Linked DNA regions of Mus musculus: region 2 is linked to region 1. A link is a contact called in public promoter capture Hi-C data. All regions are on one chromosome and are shown on one strand. The core of a region is the stretch at or near the end of the contact, and the rest is flanking DNA. Distances in the headings are between cores, read along the strand shown.

Evidence for each region. Promoter capture Hi-C pulls out the DNA fragments that hold promoters and counts their contacts.
Region 2: a promoter capture Hi-C map of fetal liver shows a contact between it and region 1, with 3 times the contacts expected there. The contact joins the promoter of Adck2 here to the enhancer-like site in region 1. A contact is called at or near these places in 8 of 39 promoter capture datasets (the 3T3-L1 cell line, embryonic stem cells, fetal liver and 2 more), 1 of 15 datasets of contacts at CTCF or cohesin (the NIH/3T3 cell line), 1 of 484 Hi-C or Micro-C datasets (myocytes) and 2 of 9 other capture datasets (adipose tissue and pancreatic islet).

What each region holds. Positions count from the first base shown.
Region 1 is chr6:39,160,387-39,167,254 of GRCm38.p6, reverse strand. Kdm7a (lysine (K)-specific demethylase 7A) reads left to right here. Exons shown (of 20, transcript NM_001033430.4): 8 at 501-588; 9 at 2,052-2,158. Among named protein-coding and RNA genes, the nearest start is that of Kdm7a, 43 kb to the left of the region's middle. Within about 2 kb of position 5,079, at least 7 of the 459 cell types and tissues checked have an H3K27ac peak or open chromatin away from gene starts, as enhancers often do. A contact at or near this core is called in fetal liver, where this site is marked.
Region 2 is chr6:39,570,113-39,576,653 of GRCm38.p6, reverse strand. It overlaps Adck2 (aarF domain containing kinase 2), which reads right to left and starts at 2,778. Exons shown (of 8, transcript NM_178873.3): 1 at 1,448-2,778; 2 at 145-291. The coding sequence starts at 2,353.

The DNA.
Region 1 (6,868 bases), core at 3,830-6,329:
CTTCTGGCTTGGATGACCTAATGGCCCTAGGGTTTATAAGGCTATCAAAACACCTAGAACCCTAGAACTATTAGGTCATCCAAGCCAGAACACTGTTCTCAAAAACGTTGGCCCAGTGAGTCTATAGCCTGCATATTCATTCACACTGCCAACTAATATTACCAATACTTGAGCTATAAAGTACAAAGAAGTTTGGTAGTTCCTCAAATGGAAAATGTGTTCTCTTAATTCAAATCAGATTTGACTAGCCTCAGAATAAAATCTTACATTGTAAAGGTGATTGTTTTTAAATTAGAAAAAAATTTAGACTTAGCACAAAACCTAGCATATTTTTGGCCTTTAATAAGTACGTAAATGAGTCAATCAGTAATAGTAATCACCAGCTTCTCTATTGCCAGGGTATGAAGTTAATTGACATTGGTTTTCAAGTTATTTACTTCACAGGTAGATAACATCTGTTCAGTTCAGAGGTTGGAACATCACTGCTTGGTGTGTTTCAGGGTGGATCCATGCTGTGCTCACTTCTCAGGACTGTATGGCTTTTGGAGGGAACTTTCTGCACAACCTCAACATTGGCATGCAGCTCAGGTCTGTATCATCCATACTCACAGGATCTTTTGTTTCTAATTAGAACATTTATGCTTGTCATAAAAAAGTACAATACGCCGGGCGTGGTGCTACACGCCTTTAATCCCGGCCTTTGGGAGGCAGAAGCAGATGAATTTCTGAGTTCGAGGCCAGCCTGGTCTACAGAGTAAGTTCCAGGACAGCCAGGGCTACACAGAGAAACCCTGTCTCGAAAAAAAAGTACAATACATTTTGAGATTCTGTGGAGATAGGCCTTGAAGAATAATTAGGAATGGGAATTTTAGAGGATCCTTTCAAATGTAAAATAAAATTAATAACTTGTTCAACATGATGATAGCTCCCACATTTTAAATTTTATAAAATATACTTTTCTTTGTCTATAAACTAGTATTGTGAGAATGATTAAATTAGTCAGATTTGGGTATACCTGTGGAGATAGAACAATCCTTAAGTCAGGATTGCTGTCAAAATACCTTTATATTTTGATATAGGCAGTTATTTCACCTTTTGATGAGAGCTGACCTTGTGCTTTATCCCTTCACTGTACTCAGAAAGGGTATACTGTTAGCCACATTACATACAGTAACAATACCTCATAATGGACACTGAGTGATGGCTCAGAAAAGGGGAAGTACCTTTTGGAAGCCATGGATCATTGGGATTCCCCGAATGTGGTGACTCCTGCCACTATGTGTGTACATGGCAGCCCTTAATGTTTTGGCTGTTGAAGTTAGCAAAAGAGATGATGGCTCCTACACATACAAGGCTTTTAATCCATGGTAGGTTGTTTTAGTCATAAGTTTCAGTCATTTTGTACCTGAGCTATTTCTGGAGCAGAGATGACTACTTCTATAATGCTATAGAATCTATAACAGAAGACCAATATTGTAAAAACTATGGTCCTTATCTTTATACTTTGACTAGTGCCAAGTATGGTATTTATTGATCCTGAATGCTTAATAGAGCCTAAAGAGAATGTTGGTGGATATTGCAGTGTTGCCCAACACATGGACTTTTAACTGATTTTCAACATTGTTTTACTAGTGGAACTATCATAAAATCTCTGTGTTAAAATTAGGATACAAATCCCAGGAAATGAAGTGATATTTTACAATATCCAATGTAACTTTTCTTTCGAGACAGGGTTTCTCTGTGTAGTCCTGGCCATCCTGAACTTACTCTGTAGACCAGGCTGGCCTCAAACCCAGAGATTTGCCTGATTCTGCCTTCTGATTGCTGGGATCAAAGATGTACACCACTACCACCACCTGGCCCCCATGTAATTCTTAGGTAGACTGTCAAATTTAGTAAGGTCACAGTTTGATCTTGTCAAAAAGTGATATTGTTAAGTAAATATACAGTCCATATTTATCATGGCCTGCTTGTTTTCAGTTGATTACCTTCATTTAACTTTTAAAATGCTAACATTAATATTAACTGTTCTTCAAATTTCATTCATTTAGGTGTTATGAGATGGAAAAAAGACTAAAAACACCAGATCTTTTCAAATTTCCTTTCTTTGAAGCCATATGCTGGTTTGTAGCCAAAAGTTTGCTGGAAACCTTGAAAGGTAATGAGTCATTTGCACACTCTGTTCTGTGATGAAATGTATGATTGCAGAGTCTTTGAGGGGTACCTTTTCCTAGATGTCACCATCCATTTTAAAATTATTTTGTTTTTATCTTTAAGTGTGTGTGTGTGTGTGTGTGTGTTTGGGGTGGGTGAGTACAGTGTCGGAAACTGAACTGAGGTCCTCTGCAAAAGCAACACACTCCTTTAACTGCTGAGCCATCTCTCTAGTCTGGCTCCCCCCAACCCCTTTTAAAAGTATGGATTTTCCCCCAACCCTTTTTAAAATATGGATTTTTCCCCTTCCCCTGATAAAAATCTTTTTAGCACTTAGAGCAGTGTTTCTCAATCTTTAATATACTTCCTCATGTTGTAGAGACTCACCCCCATCATAAAATTATTTTGTTACTACTTAAAAACTCTAATTTTGTTACTGTTATAAATCATAATTCAAATATCTGATATGCAGGATATCTGATATACCACACTGTTAAAGGGTCATTTGACCCCAAAGGGGTTATAATCCACAGGTTGAGAACCAATAAGTTAGAATATTTAGTATATAATAACCCCCTTCCTGGGAAATGTTTCATTTAGTGGATGAGTGGCCTGCACACATTTTAGTGTTTTGCTCTCTAATGTGTAGTTTGTTATTACCTAACACTTGTTCTTAAATATTTGCCTAAATAATTAGAGGAATGGGGGATAGGCATGGTAGTGCATGCTTTTAACCCTAGCACTTAGGAGGCAGAGGTAGGCAGCTCTTCAGGGTGTTTTTTTTTTTGTTTTGTTTTTTGTTTTTTGTTTTTCAAGACAGGGTTTCTCTGTGTAGCCCTGGCTGTCCTGGAACTCACTCTGTAGACCAGGCTGGCCTCGAACTCAGAAATCTGCCTGCCTCTGCCTCCCAAGTGCTGGGATTAAAGGTGTGTGCCATCACGCCTGGCCTGTTTTTTGTTTTTCTTATTTTTAAACGGTCTCACTGTGTACAGAACTCACTGTGTAGAATAGGCTGGCTTCAAACACAGAGAGATTGACTAGCCTCTGTCTACCAAGTGCTGGGATTAAAAGATGTGCATCACACTTGGCCCAACACTAAATTTTTTGAAGAATGATCATGGAGCGGCTGTCTGTATCTTCCTTAGTGTCTTTTACAATGTTGTTCAACCTTGCACTTTCATATCTTGATAGATTTATTCCTAGGTACTTTGCAGTTTAGTGCTATTAAGAAAATAACGTATAGTTATTCCCATGGTAGAACCATGTAAAATTGCTATTTTCATATTTCAAAATGGTCAAATACTGGCAACTCCATATGGTTCAACCTAATTGCAAGGGTCCAACCCAGGACCTTGTGCATATTAGGCAAGTCTTCTACTACTTAGCTATAATATAATCCTAGCCCTGAAACAAGCACTTTTCAAAGCATCAATTAAGTCGTTTTTGTTTGCCTTGAATAGAGGTTACCTGTGTGAATAGCCTTTTTAAACTAGGTGCACACAAGTATGTGTGCTTGCCGTCATTATAGGCATTCATCCTGGAAATAGGAATGGTTAGTTGTTTCCTCACAGCACATTCTTCATCACTAACCCTTTTACGTGGACTGTTGGCACCTGATTGTTAAACACTCGTATGATATGGGTTAAGTGACCTCCAAACTGTATTTCATGCCAGTGATAATAACAGTTAGCCAGTTTGGATTTCTCTAAGTCAGCTACTGAAGTATCTTGCTTTTGCATTAACTTACTTAAATTTTGGCCACATATAAAATTAATACACTTGAGATTTTTAGTCACTCTCTTTTAAAATAAAAAAAGGCATTTATATATGTGTATGTATGCATTTATACATATAACAAGGTTACTGAATAAAAAAATTGGTAAAAATTATTTCAATATTCTTGTAAAAAAAAATCTTTCATTTGCTTGATGTAATACTTCTTTGGCTAAGCTAGGTCCTGGAGGTTCCTGGCCTCTGTACAATCTAGTCTAGGCCTAGAATGTTTTCAGCCTCTGAGACTGACTGCTGAATCAGCTCACCCTTTTCTTAGTCTTTCTGAACGCTGGCTGGCTGGTTCAACTCAGCTGTTCTGCTCAAACTCCTCTCCAAGATGACTGATTCAATATGGCTATTCTCTCTTGGGCACTCCTGAGTTGCTCTGCTTGGCCTTACATTAACGTTAACAATCTTTCTAATCTTCTGACTCCTCTTGTTTTGTCTCTACCTGTGTCTAACTTGCTCGCTCTCTGCAACCTGTCTGTGTACAACTGCTCCTTCTCGCTCTCTGTGCTGCTCTACTTCCCTCTCAACTCTACTGTGTAGCTCTCAGGACTACTGTACTCCTGTACTGTACTTTCTCCTTCCTGTTTTCGCTGTCTCCCCCTTAAGTAGCTGCTTTCCTTTCCCCTCTATTCTTGTGAGAGTTGGGCATATTCTGTCAAGTCTTTCTTGCATTTGACACTTTGTCTGCCACTCAATTAGACATCACTTTCAAACATGGGTGCTTCCGTCTACAAACTAACTTTACCTTCATTGTTTGGAATTAAAAGTAAGTACTAAGGGTGTGTCTCTCTTCCATCCAGACTGGAAACAGGTTCAAATATCTTGTAATATAGACTATCACTGAATTTAAAAAAGAAAAAGAAAAACGTGGACTATCCTACAGTGTAATTAAGTTACAGCTTCCTCTGATTCTCTACGTAGTCACTGTCGTTACTTTTGACAGTAATACTTTTGTCTTCATTACCCATGTTTTAAATGAAAATAATTTTTTCCATTTGTAAATTTCATATAAAAATTTCAAAGGGATACTATCCGTGGCCTTTAAAAATGATATTTTATCTATTTATTTTGGTGTAGGAGGGGTGTGAGTCTGCCGCTGTGTATGGAGGGCAAAGATAAGTTTTTGGGAGTTGGTTCTCCCCTTCACCATGTGGCCCCGGAACCAAACTCCGGTCATGGGGCTCTGTGTCAAATGCTTTTGCACACTGAGCCATCTTGCCAGCCCTCCTGTGACCTTTCACTTGGTATTGTTTTGCCTATTTGAGATAGGGTCTCTCTTGATGAAGCTGTCTCTTTACTGCTAGCATTGCAGATGTGCGTTACCACAATTGCGTTATCCAACTATTGTCTGTAACAGTGGTTGTCACCTGTAAAATAAATATGTTAATGTTAATACACCTAGTCTACAATTGTTGAATATTTGGGGATTGTTTTTTAGTGTTTGGCAGTTACAGAAAATGGTTTTTGACAAGTCCTAGTCAGTATCACCTTGTACATGAGTTCGCCTAGAGAACTGACTCAGTCGCTAATGTTGTTACATCTGTGAGTAACGAGTTTTGGTCCGTTCTTTCTAATATTTGTATCTCTTTTGTTTTTATCTCTCTACTGTGTCAAGGCCCTGAGGGCATAACTAAGAACAGGAAAGGTGGGCACACATATTTTCTTCATAATCAGGAAAGGAAAACTTTTAGCCTTATACTTTAAAGTGTTATAGTTGCTTTTTGTTTTTTGATACCTTTAACAGGTTTAGGAAGTTTTTATCTTTAAATTATCATCTTGGTTGTGTGGTTTTGTTTGTTTCCTTTCTTTCTTTTAAAGTAATGGGGTGTCTGGAGGAGATGGCTTACTGTACAAACATAAAGGGATGAATCTCCGATTCTATAACCCATATAAAAGTCAAGTACAGTGGCCACGGAGGGTGCACACGGAGAATCCCTGGTGCTCACTAGCTGCTGAGGTAGTTTTGTCCAGCCATTGAGCTCCAGGTTCAGTGAGAAACCATGATTCAAAAAGTAAGGGGGCAAGCCAGGGAGGTGGCTCAGTGGATACACACAGTACTTGCCGCCAAGCCTGAGGACCGACTTCAGTCTCCTTGGACCCATGTGGTGGAAGGAGAAAAACTGTCTTCTAACCTCACACATAATCACAGTGGTAGGCATGCACTTCCTTTCCTGAAAAAAAAAAAATGTTGAAGAAATAAATTGGAGGGTTGTACAATATGCCACACATTGGGCTTTTAATTTTACCTTATTTAGTGTATATTCATGTGTGTGCATGAAAGTGTCCTCAGAGGCTAGAAGACGGCACCGGATCCCTTGGAGCTAGAGTTAGACGTGTTCTGAGCCATCTGGTGTGGAGCTGAGAACAAAACCCTAGTCTTCTGTAAGAGCAGCAAGTGCTCTTAACTATTAGGCCATCTCTCTGTCCCCAATGCTTTTCAAAAATCTCATAGTTTATATGTTTCTTAACACTTTTAATTTTAAATTTCAAAGTATTTGGGGTTTTCTGTAGTTGTCTGTTACTATTATCTATATTGATTTCTAGCTTAATTGTATTTTGGGCATATAAGTGATTTAGATCATTGGATATTTGTTGAGGACTTTTTATTTTCCTGAGGTGTGGATGATTTTGTAAATATGCTGAGTATGTCTGAAAAAAATGTGCATTTTGCAATTCCTAGGTGCAATATCACATTTATGATTGTTGAATCAAATGTTATATTGCTTGAATTGAATTATCTATTTTTTCAGTCCACCTTATTGCTTACTATTTTTGCTAGAAATATTCCACTGTGATTATGAAATTGCTTATATGCTATTTTGTAGTTTTGTCTTCTTTTCTGTTTTCCAGGCTTGTTATTTTAAATATTTTTCTAGTGAGTTGAATGTGTTGAAATGATGCTTTATTAGTGACTATGGCTGTCTCAACTTTA
Region 2 (6,541 bases), core at 1,529-4,028, 410 kb before region 1:
GTTGCATCCGCTAGCATTACCCACCCTGACTAATGACATCCTGGGAAATGACCTACTCACTCATCAGTCACCTGGTTCATAACCAACAGCTAACTATGGCAAGAACTATATTAGGTGCTATTTACAGCTGAGAGAAGGAGTCACCTGTTGGACCATGAGCTTCTCGAATTCCTCCACGATCTCAGGCAAGCTAAGCCATTTGACTCCAGGTAAAAGCCCCAGGGCTTTGCTGCCAATCTTCATCAGCAGTAAATCCATGGACACCTGAGAGAGCAAGCCTGGGTGTAATACCTGCCAGAAAGAACCAGGAGACAAGACAGTGGGTCAGAGGGAAACATTTTACCTAGCCAGCACATGCTCCCACCTTCAAAACAGCCAGAGTGCTTCTTGTCAAAACGAAGGGAAGTAGCCCAATACCCATGATGCTCTTGGGTTGTGGTGGTCCCTCCTCCCCAGAAGTAGCAAAACCCAAGGTTTTTTTTTTTTTTTTTTTCCCCTCCCTCCTTCACACTATTCACACCACTGTTCTCTGAAGTCAAGAAATGAAGTCAGAGCCTATTGTGGAGGAATACACCTTGAATCCCAGCACTCAGGAGGCAGAGGCAGGCAGATCTCTGTAGCTTTGAGGCCAGCCTGGTCTACAGAGTAAGCTCTGGAACAGCCAAGGGGCTACATAGTATAAATCTACCTCAAAAAAAAAAAAAAAAAAAAAAAAAAAGGAGGAGGAGGGGGAAAGGAAAGAAAAAGAAAAAACAAACAAACTTGAGCCAGGAGGTTGTGGCAATCCCTGCTACTTGGGAGGACAATTAAAATAGCAGGGTCTTGTCTACAATTAAAGGCAAAATGAGGCCTCACAATAAACCTCAGTGGCTGAGGGTTTGCCTAGCATGTGTGAACTAAGTTTGACTGCCCCTTAGGTTCAATCCTCACTACAATAAATAAATAAATAAATAAATAAATAAATAAAAGAAATAGCTTGAATTTAACAGGTATTGGTTGAGCTACAATAGCAATAGCAGCCCTAATCCAAACTCAAAATGCTTCAATATCTGACCCGGTAAAGGACTGACAAGTGAAAAATTCCAAACCTGACCTCAGGTGATGCAAGGTCATTACACAGGTGCACTAAAAGTACTTCATGAAATGACCTATAGTCTACATGTCTAAGTTGTGGAGTGTGTGTGTGAGACATAAATGAATTTCACGTTTCGTGTTTAGACTTGGGTCCTATCCCAGGCTATCTCATCCAAGATATACAAATGCTCTACAATCCAGAACCGTATGAAATCCAAAACGCTCCCATTCCCAAGCATTTTTGGAGAAGGAATACTCAGTCTTAGAACAGAAAGCAATGTGCCCCTCACGAGGGTCTCTTTCGGATCTGGGGCAGACAGCTCAGTGGGTAGGTACTTGATTAAAGTGCTAGGCAAGGTCTGAGAGCACTTACTTTCACTGCCACTGGGATGAGGTGATCTGACTTAGGCAGATGCCAGGGAGCCTGAGACACACCCACTTCTGACCCACCAAGGTCAGCTTTAGGAAGAAGCAGTTTTTCTAGAAATGCTTCGTCGGCAAGGTTTTCTGAAGGCTTCCGGTCTTTCATAAAGGGCTCTCTCTGCATCACCACGGCCCTGGTTCCTGGGGCAGAGAGCTCCCCAAGTCTCCAGATCCTGTCTTCCTCCAACAAGGAAATACTAGCGAACGCTTTGTACACTTGGGCCACACAACCTGAACCTACAGGTTCCCGGGTCTCGAAAAAGAGGAGGCTGCCCCAATCCTCCCCAAATGCCTGCTGGAGTAAGTATTCCGTCCTTGCCCAAGGGTGGGGGGTCACCTGGACATGCAGCTTGGAGAACTGGGTACAGAAAGCCTCTGAAAAGAGGTCGCGCCGGGTGCTGGCCCATTGGCCCAATTTGATATATGTTGGGCCTGAGGTCTCTGTAGCTTTGAAAAGCAGATGGAGCCAGAGGGTGGAGAGGCCAGGGGCCAAGTAGGTGAGAGGGTACAAGAAGAGGAGGGGGAAGAATTTCGCCAAGAGCACACCAGCGCGGAGCCCTAGGCGGAGACACAGTAAGACGCGGGCCAGAGGCCCTTCTTGGGCCACCTTCTCCACTAGTCCATTTTCCGCCAGGTCACTCCAGTGAGTCTTTCTCTGGCACAAGCTGCCAGGCGCCCCCTCTCCAACACTGCCATGGGCTGAGATTAATTTGGGCAAAGTACCTAGCAGAAACCAACATAGTCTGGCATTGCGAGAGCATCCCAGGGGTCTGGAATGCCCAAGTTCCTTTCTGAACTCAAAGCATCTTAAGTGTGACAAGCAGACCCTGACAGACAAACGCCAGGGGGTCACCATCCTCTCTAGACCCCTTGGCCTAGACTGCTTGTTCTCTACCTAAAGGGAAGCCATTGTGGAGACGCTCCGTGCCGAAGCGGGGATGAGTCGGACCGCGCCCCCTAGCGCAGCCCAGGAGGGGAGGGATAACGGGGACCTGAGCCGGGGACCACGGGTGACAAGCTGTCCAGCGCCAGAGCTCAGAGTGCAGGGAGTCGCCGAGCGCCAGGGACGGAGATGCGGACCCGCGGCCTAGAGAGAACGACGAAGCCTCAGAGGGCCGCGGGAAGACCTGAGAGGCGCGCTCCGGCGGGCTCACGGGCCAGGCTCCCGGGGGGCGGCGGAGATGCCGAGCCGATGGCTCGGGACCTGCACAGAGCGGGCAGTGACAACCAGGCAGAGAGAGAGAGCACTAAGCGTCCGGGCCAGCGCTGCTCCCAGCTTCCGGTACCTGGTTCCGCCCTCTCTGCCCACGACATGCTCCTTAAAGGGGCCACGGCGCGAACTAGGGCAAAAGCGCCTGGGCACATCGAGTTCCTGTGATGATTTAGAGAAAAAACGCAGACGCGAGCTCTGTAGCCCTCTTTTCCGCGTCTGCCTTTCCTCTTCACAGCCTCGTAGCTTAAATCCTAGAAATATTAAACTACACTGAATATTACAAGTGGGTCCAAAGGAAGGACAGATTTTTCAGCTGCTGAGTTCTTGAGTCTCAGGCTACGCTGACTTAGCGGCGGTGTTTAGACCTTAGGGAATGGCTTATACACTTAACTAAGACTTATTGAGCCAAATCAGGTCTTTCTTGAATTTAATTTAATATTTGTTGAGTCACAAGAATATATACTAAACTAGATAGGTAACGATATTATTTTATGTCAAGCCCAACGAAATAAATGAGTTCGATCCGTGGAACCTACATGAAGGAAGGATGTCACCAATTCCTTTTAAGTCGTGTCCCCCACATACAAAATAAATGTCATAGAAATAAAAATGTAGCAAGGGCCACAGAAGCAGTGAGGAGCTGGTTGAATCATAGGCTGGGCTACTTTGGAGAAGAAAAAAAGGGTGTTGGGAGAGGAGCCAAATAAAAGTTCCAAAGTAGGAAAGACTTTTGATGTTCTGAGGGGTGTGTGTGTGTGTGTGTGTGTGTGTGTGTGTGTGTAGGTGATAGAGCATGGGAACTGAGCCTACATAGCCAGGGAAAGGGCTTGCAATTTCTTCTCAGCGCTCTGGAACTTAAAAAGCTGCCTGCCCTGGGGCACCACAGTCCCTACTACCTATCAACAGCTTTTGTCCCTGTGTGGAAAGAAATTTGCACAAAAGTCTGACCAAGGGTAGATTTAAAGACATCCCAGGTGAAAAGGATTATAGAAAAAGAGAAACAAGGACAAGGCCAGGGTTCCTATCACTGGACATGTCATTCAACCTCAAGACACACACCCCCTGGCCATCCAGAAGGCTCAGAAGATATAGTAATTTCTCCAAAGGTAAGATCAGGGCCACTAACAGTCAGGAATAGTGGAGTGGCCAATGGCTCTTCCTGTATGGTCAATAACAGTCCAGTTCCTAACTCTAAAAGATGGGGTACACCCTTTGGGTTTCCCAAGGCAGACATGATGCCTTACACTGCTTTGAAATGTGGTCAGGTGTCAGGCACGGTGCCCTCACTTTCAATTCCAGTAGGAAAGAAGGAAGGAAGGAAAGAAGGAAGGAAGGAAGGAAGGAAGGAAGGAAGGAAGGAAGGAAGGAAGGAAGGGGGAGGTAAGGAAGGAGGGAAGGAGGGAAGGGAAGGAAGGGGTGGGCAAAATCTGTGAGTTGGAGGTCAGTCTGCTTTGTATAGCAAGCTCCAGGCCAACAGGGACTACATAGTGAGACCCTGTTTCAAAAAAGCAAAATAGGGCTTGGAGAGCGATGGCTCAGTGGTTAAGAGCACTAGTTGTTCTTGCAAAGGCTCTGGGTTCCATTCTTAGCACCCGCATGGGGTTTACAGCCATTCCTAATGAACAAGTTCCAGGGGGGTCTGTGCTCAGACCCATATACATGTATAACACTCACACATAATATAAAATAAATAAATCTACCTAATAAGAATTTTTAGAAAAGAAAAAGAAATGTGGGCAGGCACTAATTACAAAGTATCCCCTTTCTCCTGACTCACTTGCCTGTTCTGCCCCAAAGTTGTTCACAGAAGACTTGAATTGTTCTGAGTCCATCATTTTAAGCCATGGCAGTGTACTGGCTAGTTTTGTGTCAACTTGACACAGCTGGAGTTATCACAGAGAAAGGAGCTTCAGTTGAGGAAATGCCTCCATGAGATCAAACTGTAAGGCATTTTCTCAATTAGTGATCAAGGGGGAAAGGCCCCTTGTGGGTGGGACCATCTCTGGGCTGGTAGTCTTGGGTTTTATAAGAGAGCAGGCTGAGCAAGCCAGGGGAGGCAAGCCAATAAAGAACATCCCTCCATGGCCTCTGCATCTGCTCCTGCTTTCTGACCTGCTTGAGTTCCAGTCCTGACTTCCTTGGTGATGAACAGCAGTATGGAAGTGTAAGCCGAATAAACCCTTTCCTCCCCAACTTGCTTCTTGGTCATGATGTTTGTGCAGGAATAGAAACCCTGACTAAGACAGGCAGCTTCTAGGTTGTGACCCCCAGACAACTTTTTCTGGATCTTTATTTCTCCAAAAGGAACACAGGAGGGTTGTCCAACTAAAACTAGACAAGATCCCCCAAAGCAGTATTTTTCAACCTTCCTAATACTGCCTAGCACTGGGCTTCCTAGTGCACAGGACCCCAGCACTCAGGAGGTAGAGGCAGGTAGAGTTCAAAGCCAGACTGGCCTACATTGGGAGCTGCAGGTCAGTCAGGGATACAAGGTAAGACCCTCTCTCAAAAAAGGACTGGGAATTCCTGGAGAGACAGCTCAGCAGTTAAGAGGACCCACGACTCATTCCTAGCACCCAAATGGCTGCTAACAACTGGAACTCCAGCTCCACAGGCTCCAATTACCCTTTTCTGATTTCAGTGCATGTCTGATGCACAGACATACATGCAGGCAACACACCCATACACAGAAGGTAAATAATAGTTTAAAAAAGAAGACGCTCATTAGGGAGAGCTGACTCTACCCCTCGCCTGGGCAGGAGCTGGACAGGAGGGTGGGAGGGCAGGAGGGCAGAGGGGCAAGGGGGGAGGAGGGCAGGAGAACTGGCCCAGCCTTTGCCAGCCATGGCACTACCCTTGGCATGGTACGGTGCTTTGAGTATGCCTAGTCCAGGGAGTGGCACTATTAGAAGGTGTGTCCCTATTGGAGTAGGTGTGGGCTTGGACTTTAAAATCCTCATCCTAGCTGCCTGGAAGCCAGTCTTCTCCTAGCAGCCTTCAGATGAAGATGTAGAACTCTCACACTGCCATGCTCCCGCCTTGACGATACTGGACTGAACCTCTGAACCTGTAAGCCAGCCCCAATTAACTGTTGTCCTTTATAAGACTTGCCTTTGGTCATGGTGTCTGTTCACAGCAGTAAAACCCAAAGACACATGGACAGTGCTGGAGAACTGCCAGGCTGACCAACTCAGCTACCACCCAGGCCCAGATCCAAGGCTTTGAGTTGGCCCACCCCAACATCTACCCCACCTATAAACTGCTGGAGTGTGTAAAAGGACTGGATCCCCAGAAGCAAGGCTGCAGCATCTCCAGGACACAGGCAACAACAGGTTATCTGAGAGACGCCTCGGTGAGGGCTGAGTATTTATGGTGTGCTGAAGCAGGAGGCCTTGAACCAGACCAATGACTCACTATAATGAACGTTTGCAAGAAAAGTTGTTTGGCCAAAAGGGTTTTCTGTGGGGGGGTGGGTATGGCAGACTTTTGGGATAGCATTGAAAATGTAAATGAGGAAAATACCTAATAAAAATAAAATAAAATTTAAAAAAAAAGGGTTTTCTGTGTGACACACCACAGCTTCCAGGACAGGATGTTTGTTTTTTGTTTGTTTTCTTTTGGCGAGAAGCTTGCAAGGGCAGGGGGTTGGATATGGGAGGGATGAAGAGAGAAGTAGGATTATGGGGCACAGTGGGTACAACATTCACAAAGAATCAATAAAAATAAGAAAAAAGAGGAGCTGGGCGGTGGTGGCGCATTCCTTTAATCCCAGCACTTGGGAGATAGAGGCAGGCGGGTTTCTGAGTTAGAGGCCAGCCTGGTCTACAAAAG